2 separate regions of the Mus musculus genome follow, and region 1 is linked to region 2. Evidence: chromatin contacts called from public promoter capture Hi-C data. All regions are on one chromosome and are shown on one strand. Each heading gives the region's core, a stretch centred on a gene start, on an enhancer-like site or on the middle of the called end of the contact. The rest is flanking DNA. Distances are from core to core; before and after follow the strand shown.

Region 1 (4,198 bases), core at 1,539-4,038, 840 kb before region 2:
TTGCTACCAAACCCTCCATGCACAGTGTGTCTCGGTATGTTCAGAACAGAAGGAGCCCCTCTCTCTGCAGAGACTAATACTATGATTAGAAGCCCTGCCCTACGGCCAATGACTTTCAATCTCTGGGAAAGGGCCCTAAAACATTTGGCAAGGATCCTAGCAACTTCTCCCCACAGTAAAGTTAAAAACTCCTGCAGATCCCTTCTTATGGCTGGCTCTAAGAAAATGAACCAGCTTCGTTTCTCTTCTAACTCTCCACCTCTCTTAGTAGGCATGCTAGTCATGGCAGATTGATTTCGTTAAACATTACCCACTTAGCAACTCTGATACTCAAGAAACTTAGTCAACATTAACCGTAAGGTCAGACGTTTGTTTACATCTTAAAACGTCTGTGCCATGTGACATTATTCTGATCAATTGCTGACATTTTCTGTCTGTCTGTCCTATGCCTAATGAAAGCTGTTGCCAGTCCAGCCTGGCAGAGACTCCTCCAATCCAATTTTCTCTCGTATTCCCAGTGACAGGCTTCACTGTTTCTTATTTTTCCTTCCTTGAAGTTAATGTTTCAATTTCTTCTGTTACTTTTTCTTCTTCCCTTTGGCCCTTGAAGGTATTTTCAGGACACAGTGAAATCTTAAGAGCAAGAACTACAAAACAGTGGTATATATTTAAAAAAAAAAAAAGGCACAAGAAGCCTAGGGGAAAGTGCCCCAGCTTCCATGCACCCATTAAAGTAGGTCACTGGAAATTGTTATGATTTGTAATGCATAAAAATCGAGAGCTTGGGGCCTTTCTAAAATAGCATTTCTTTTATATGCATTCTCTGATATAAAGATTCCACTTTCCTAGCAAGATCTCCATTTTCACCAGAATGAAGCAAACCATTTCATTTACTTATTTGTAAATCTGATGATCAGAAAATTCTTTAAGTATATATCTGAATATTTTAGTGTGAGATTATCTTTACTGGTTACTACCGTATCCAAGGAGACAGACTTACTAACAGCCTTATAGTAGTTTTCTGAAGTCATTACTGCTGACGTGTTTGAAATCTACTCAAGTCTCCTCAAGTCCCCTACTCTATGAGGATGCCCTGAGAGTCCCCTTCCTTTTCAACAGTTTCCAAGGAGTTAAGAATTAAGGAGTCCCAGCTAGGACTGGGATAGAGCTCAGTTGAGAGAGTACCCTGCCTTGCTTATCCAGCTCTGGGTTTAGGAGGTCGGAGAGGATTGTGAGCCCAAGGTCATTCTTGGCTACATAGTAAGTTCCAGGCTGTCCCTGGAATACATACTCTGTCTCTAAAAATAACACAAAATCAAACCTTTTAGCGTTCTCTCAGTGGTAGAACCTTCAGACCTTCTGATTGTTTGACACATGGCCACAGTTGTTATGCTCTGCCCTGCAACTCTGGGCTTTCTATAGCAAAAACCCAAAAACAACAAACCCCAACTATCATTTTTCTGCTTTTTGTTTGTTTGATGAAGGGTCCCGTGTAGCCCAGGCTGGCCTCAAACTTGCTATATAGCTGAGGACAACCTTGAAGTCTGTATCTTCCAGCCTTCACTCTCCATGTGCTGAGATTACAGGCATGTACCCCGCCATGCCCAACATGAAAAAAGTTCTTTGTTTACTCAGTTTGATTCTTGAAAATAAGAAAGACATAGCCTTCGTACTGAGATTTAATGTCACGGCTCAAGGATAAAAACAAAAATCACGTTAACATGCAGCATGATTTTCATGGCTCAGTCCAGAGAGACCTTTGATTGTGGTCTCATTTAAAACTCAATGAATGAAAGCTACACAATACAGTTCAGTTACAGCCACCAGGCAGCTGTTGCTAATACAAACTGACCACTCAGCAAGGAAAGGTTTGCAGAAGGAAACAGCAGAAAGGGCAGAGCTGCTGGGCTGTAACATTCTTCTTCTTCCTCCCAGCCCGTTTCCTGTTATCTGAAGTCAACTAAGAGAAGAAGGTGGAAAATGCGCAGCATTGGATCTGGTCATGTCAGCACACACCTGTAACCCCAGCACCTTGAGGTTACAGGGGCAGGAGGATCACCTTGAGTTTCAGGCTAGCCAGTGCTACCTAGTGAAACCTCATCTGAGCAAAAGGAAAGAAAACTTTCACATTATCATGAGAGGCAAGTTTTCCAGCCACTAAAGACAAAGTCACAATATCATAATCTAGAGATCTCTGCTCCTTCTAGTCCTACCTTCTGCCATGCGTCTCTAACCCTGATATCCTCAGGGACAGAATAATGAAGTGAAATGCATTCCTTCCCAACTGTCTCTGTCACATCTCACTCGACAGGAAAATGGTGTGGTGCCACGCACCTGTAACTCAGGTACTCTAGAGGCAGAATTGGGAGGGTCAGGAGTTCAAATGGAAAATGGTGGAGATTGTGTGTGTGTGCATGTGTGTGTCTAAATGTGTGCTTGCCTTTATCTTCCTTCTAGTCTCCTTTTCTTCACTGACGGCTGTGACTCCCTCCCTTCCTTCTACTTAGTTTTGGTAACTGAAGCACTGTGTGAGGCCTTAACAATAGAAGTGTCTTTCAGAAGCCTACTTTCCCTGCTGGTTAGGGTTAAAAGTTTGGGGTCAATTCAAGTCTCCCCCTACCCTCTTTTTTGAAACAATGCCTGCAGCCCACAAACTCCCAGTGATCCCAGTGCCTCTGGCACTGGAATGTTAGAATTACAGGCATGAGCCGCCACCACCCCAGACTGTCAAGTCATTGTTTTTGACCATGTGTTCACAAGAATGAGCAAAGGCAGTGCCATAGGACTGGCCCAGTTCCCAGTGACCTTGGGCTGCTGTCTGCCTTCTCTGGACTGGCGGACTGCAGACTTCTCTGTGGTAAAGGAAGCAAACCTTTATCTCATGTAAAGCAAAAGCCTGGCCATTCTGTTTCTGTTCCATGTATTTATTTCCCTTTATAACACCACAGCTGTACTTCCTGAAGCCCACAGTACTTGTGGGAAACTAGCAAGAGGTAACCATTTCTGTGCAAAGGACTGCTTGGTTATTGATTCTGTCTAATAAGCACACACTAAGCCGTGTAGGTGACTAGACGAAAAGTCACGAGGTCCCCTGTGAAGGCTTCAACCTCAGGTTTTGAAATACACAATTTAGAAAGGCAAGCCTTTTCTTGCCCTTTTCATACACTGATCAATGATAAAACTTTGAGGTAGTCATATGAGCTGATAGCTCCGTGAATTCCTGACATCCGTTTTTCAAAATTATGAGCTTTCAAAGCTGAAAAGTTGGTCACACAAGAGCTGTTGTAGAAACCCATGGTTTCCAACTGTCTTACACTCTGTCCCTCCTCTCTCTGGGCTAGCACATTTTAGCTACAGAATTGGTCCAATGAGACTGAAGCCTTGCTCACTGGCTGCCTAGGAATGTGGAAAATATGTGCCTGATGCTTCTAGGGTCCTCCCCTGCTGGAGAAAAAAAAAGCCTGCTTGTCCCAGCAAAGAGGGAAGTGACACCAAGAGACAGAAAGGCCTGTGCCCAGGGTGCTGCCTGGGAATCCAGCCACAACTGAGGCCAATGGCTTGTACTTAGCATGAATCAGTGTCTTTTGGTTTTGTTAGTTGGCTTTTCCTTTTCCTTTTTTATACCAGGTAACTAACTTGGCTTTCCATCACTTACAATGTTACAGTCTAGCGGTTGCCATGCCTTTTCTCCATGTAACCAGTTATCTATATAGTGTCATCAAAGAAGCTAAGTTCAGGGTAGGTTTTCTCAAGGTAGCCTTTGTTCAGTAAGGACTTATAATAGACACAGCTTGGCGGTTCATGCTGGCATTCAATGTGGCAAACGCAGTCACACAGGTGGAAATTGTGGACACGGGCCCCCAGGGGAGGAGGAAGGGCTGAGAGAGGGGAATGGGGAAGAAGAAAACAACTAAAATTCGTTACATACACGGATGAAGCACAAACATTTAAAAAACGATTTTAAATATTGTCATCATTTTGACAAAGTGAGCAACCTTATCCTCGAAGGCTGGGTACAGAAAATAAAAGTGTGCTTAGTCGTAGTTTAAAACAGGGCAGGTAAAGATTAAAGTCCTCCTTGTTGGTGGGGACCTTGTCGAGTTCCAGGTTGACACAGGGCATTATATGGTGAAACAGTATCCTAGCTCAGGTCTCAGGTCTCTCCTCTTCATATAGAGCCACAATACCAGTTGGGCAC
Region 2 (3,960 bases), core at 203-2,702:
TGCTTTCTTCATGATTTCTTCAAATATGTTGTAACTTTAGCAATAGGGTCTTACTGTCAAATTCTAGAGGGCTGTGGCCAACAATTTAAAAGCAGTCACCCATTCCTGGTACTAGGATTTGCTAGTATCATATAATATCCAAATAGGATATTGTTTCTTATTATAGGATAACTCCATTTAAACTCTTTATATAAATACATATGTATATGCATATGTCTATATATTTTTAAAAAGAAGTTTCTATAATAATATATTTCCACATGACTTTTCAAAGTGCCCTTATGCTAGTTATTCCTCTCCATAATATTATCTTAAAATGTCCTCGAGGTCTATGATTATTTCAAAAGTTGCTCACTGTCATTTGACAATCATTAAATTCGACAGAGTTTTGCTTAGTCATACTCTAGTGATTTGGCACAGCCCTCTGGGACATCTAGTTGAAATTGAAGTGAATTGCCACTAGATGACAGCATTGATTGCACAACCAGCCAGAAGAACATTCCTCTAAAAACATGGGACTTATTTAAGCCTGTGTTGTTTAAGAAAGGGAGTGGGGTGAATTTTAGAAATATAAAATATGAAGTTTATAATCAGACAAAAAATTTTATTGATCTTAGAAACATTGTCCAACTGTGATAAGCCTTGCTTTAATTATATCTTTAAAGTTACAGATTTAAAAAGAGTTGCCCTCCACTTCCGTTCCCACCCCCAAATTTTTTTAGACAAAAAAGAACTTTAAAGATTTCTTTGGAATTGCTAGGGTTTCTTTGTGTAAGGAACACCATTAAAGAACCCTGGTCATTGACAATGAGTGTTGAGGCCAACCATGTTACAACCAACTTAAAACTAAAAGTAACTGATTGTTTGCTTGCATTGGTCATGGTTTCTTTTTTAAGTTTTCTATGTTTTAACATTTTTTTTAATCTTAAAATCTTGATTGATTGAGAGACAGCTCCTCCCAGTGCTAGTCAACTCATAGGAATAGTAAAATTCTCGCTAGAACCAGGTACCAGGAGGAGAGAGAAGCCTGATAGCCCAGAGCCAGTAGGAGTCAACTATAGCAGCCCAATCCTGAGCTCCGCCCCACCCTGTATTTCCCAAGAAAATCTAAAGAAAGCTGGAGCCTAGACATCCTCTTTCAGTCCAGTAACCTCTTTCTGCAAGAAAAATTTACATCAGTAAAGAACATTTGCCATCATTTGCATATGAAAGTTTTCCTACAAGCTGCCTGGAAGTTGGATGCTCACCTGGCAGGGATGTTTTAGGGGTTGGTGGAAACTTGAGGGTGGAGCCTCCCATGAAGGAAGTACCGTCTGCCTCTGGCTCAAAGCTGCTGTGAGATCCAATTCTCTTCTCCATAACTCCTATTCTGCCGTGATGCTTCGCCTTAGACCTAAGCAATGGAACCAGACAACTTGTAGACCTCTGAAACAATGATACAGAATAAATCCTTCCTCTTTTAAGTGGTGTCTCTCTGGTGTTTGTCACATTGATGAAAAGCCTGACTAACACAGTGTACACTGGTAAAAGTTTGTTTCAGTTTCGTTTTCTTATAGGAGTTTGACCTCACATTTAGAGATTGGGTATTGAGAGGATAGAGGATAGAGGATAGAGGATAGAGGAACAGGTTAGACAGAAGTGTGAGGAAAGGTGATTATAGGTAAGGAAAGGTAAGGCCATCGGTGGTCTTCAAATTTATATACTTTGTGGCTCTTCATAGGACATGTGCTGAAAGAAAGAAAGAAAGAGAGAGAGAGAGAGAGAGAGAGAGAGAGAGAGAGAGGAAGGAAGGAAGGAAGGAAGGAAGGAAGGAAGGAAGGAAGGAAGGAAGAAATAAAGAAAGAAAGAAAGAAAGAAAGAAAGAAAGAAAGAAAGAAAGAAAGAAAGAAAGAAAGAGAAAGGAAGATCAGTGGAAGTAACATTTGATAAAAGCTGTGACTTCACTTAGCCCAACAAACAGAATAAGAGCTTTGCATTTCTGTCTTAAAATTGCATCTGTCTCTTTTATTACTGTAAACTTTAGGCCATATTCCTTGGCCTAGTGAATAATATGTTAATTATTTAAGGACTATAAGACTGGTAGTAAGTTGTTGATTATCCTAAGTGTTGTTTATAATGCAGAATAATGAGCACGGGGCGGGGCTGAGGTATCCCCCTCAACAACCAGGCCATGTGACGGGCCTAGTATAAAGGAAGTTTATTGGGGGGAGAGAAGGGGACCGGGAAGGAGGGGCAGAAAGAGAGAAAGGAGAAGAGGAAAAAAGGAAGAGAGGTGGACAAAGAGAGTGTAAAGAAGGGGAGAGAACAGCAGGTGATGCTGTTAGGTCACGGTTGCTAGGTTCCTAGGAGGAGTCTAGTGGAATTGTTTGTAAGCCAGTACTAAGTGTTCTAATCTTCCTCCTCCCACTTCAGACTAAAGACATCAACGAGAGAGTAAGATGTTTTTAAGACTTACACAAACATTATAACCAGCATCTTTGTGTCTGTCGTGTTACAGAGCAGTGCTGACACCTAGAAGTCCCAATCATTTGTCATTTCCCTAAGTCTGAAGGAGGACACAGTCATTGTTCTGACTCACTTCATTTTACTTTTCTATTCTCCACCTCTGGATCTTTTCCCTGTCAATCAATGGTTTCCACGGCACCAGCAGAACCCTATAGAACAGGACTTGAGATACTGACTAATACAACCTCAGTTTGGTTGATACTGTTTCATTCCACATTATATCTTGCTTCCTTACTTTCGTGCCTCCACGCCACAGCCCTGTGGCTAGGGCTAAAGACATCTCAGAGGCAACTTTTTAAAGGTAGTCACTAGTTCTGCCCTTTGTTGAGTGTAACAGTGCAAATTCAATCCTTTCTGATTCGATGCATATTTTCTCTGATTAGACTATCAAGCTCAGACCGAAATATTATATATTGAGAGCCCCAACCACAACCCCCCATCAGACCTATGACCCCCAAAACATTATTGTGGCGATTTGGTCCTCTGACTTGAAAGGGCTGTCTGTTCTGGTCATGAGAAACAGTTGGAGGCTTCATCCAGTTCGAGCTAGAAAAAGCTGTCTCCAGATTTCTAAGAAAAACAGCTGATCACTGAGCAGATCAAGTGTTGGAGGTGTTTATTGTAAAACAAGCAAGGACCCATTACTTCACTGTTTAGTTAAGTAACTCCTAAGACCAGAGATGAAGGCAGCTAACTAAAAGCAAGCGAGGCTAGGCTTTTCCACTTTCCTCTGATTTTCCAAAGAAAGGCTCTTTGATTTTCATACTTTAAGTGGAAGAGTGGCCCAGACCCCTTAAAAGGGAAATTTATTAATTTTATAATAAAGACTTAGTTACATGTATATATACATAAGTAAATATTTTTCTTTTCTCAATCTATCTTAGGTTCATTTTGTTTATAGCCTCGATGTCTACCCATCCCCCAAAACCCACTAAAAAACCAAAACAAACATCTTTGTAAAGACCTTGAAGGACAGAGGGAAGTAATCTTTCCCCAACTTATGTCAGCAAGCTCGACTCTAGTGTCTTTCCAATTATCTGTAAGTTCTATAAGCAAACCATGACTGCTTAAGGCCAATGGCCTACTAATGGCGTCTCAATAGATTTTCTTAAGTAAAACCAATTGGGTCAGCTTTTAAAATCATATACTTCTAAAGGGCAGAAAATACCCAAACAGGGTAATTAATTATAGTGGAACTTGTAAATTTATAGAATTATAACCTTTATTAAAATTTCATATTGCTTTTACTCTATGCAAAAAACAAACAAACAAACAAAAAAACCCAAGACATTTGTTTTTTGGCTTGTTGTTATAAAAATGAGAAATTGTTTCTTATTATCAAATAAATACATAATAGTACTGATGCTTTTCCTTTTCATGAGGGTAGCATTATAATAAACATATTTCCTACTATCAACACAAAAACATTGGACTTCTGTTTAACTCTTTCCTCCT

The links. Promoter capture Hi-C pulls out the DNA fragments that hold promoters and counts their contacts.
Region 1: a promoter capture Hi-C map of liver shows a contact between it and region 2, with 2.3 times the contacts expected there. The contact joins two enhancer-like sites. A contact is called at or near these places in 2 of 39 promoter capture datasets (hippocampal neurons and liver), 2 of 115 datasets of contacts at active chromatin or transcription factors (bone marrow-derived macrophages and forebrain) and 1 of 9 other capture datasets (embryonic stem cells).

What each region holds. Positions count from the first base shown.
Region 1 is chr1:151,337,686-151,341,883 of GRCm38.p6, reverse strand. It overlaps the pseudogene Gm10138. Among named protein-coding and RNA genes, the nearest start is that of Ivns1abp, 4.7 kb to the left of the region's middle. Within about 2 kb of position 2,788, at least 82 of the 459 cell types and tissues checked have an H3K27ac peak or open chromatin away from gene starts, as enhancers often do. A contact at or near this core is called in bone marrow-derived macrophages and liver, where this site is marked.
Region 2 is chr1:150,494,358-150,498,317 of GRCm38.p6, reverse strand. No RefSeq gene overlaps it. Among named protein-coding and RNA genes, the nearest start is that of Gm41967, 24 kb to the right of the region's middle. Within about 2 kb of position 1,452, at least 44 of the 459 cell types and tissues checked have an H3K27ac peak or open chromatin away from gene starts, as enhancers often do. A contact at or near this core is called in bone marrow-derived macrophages and liver, where this site is marked.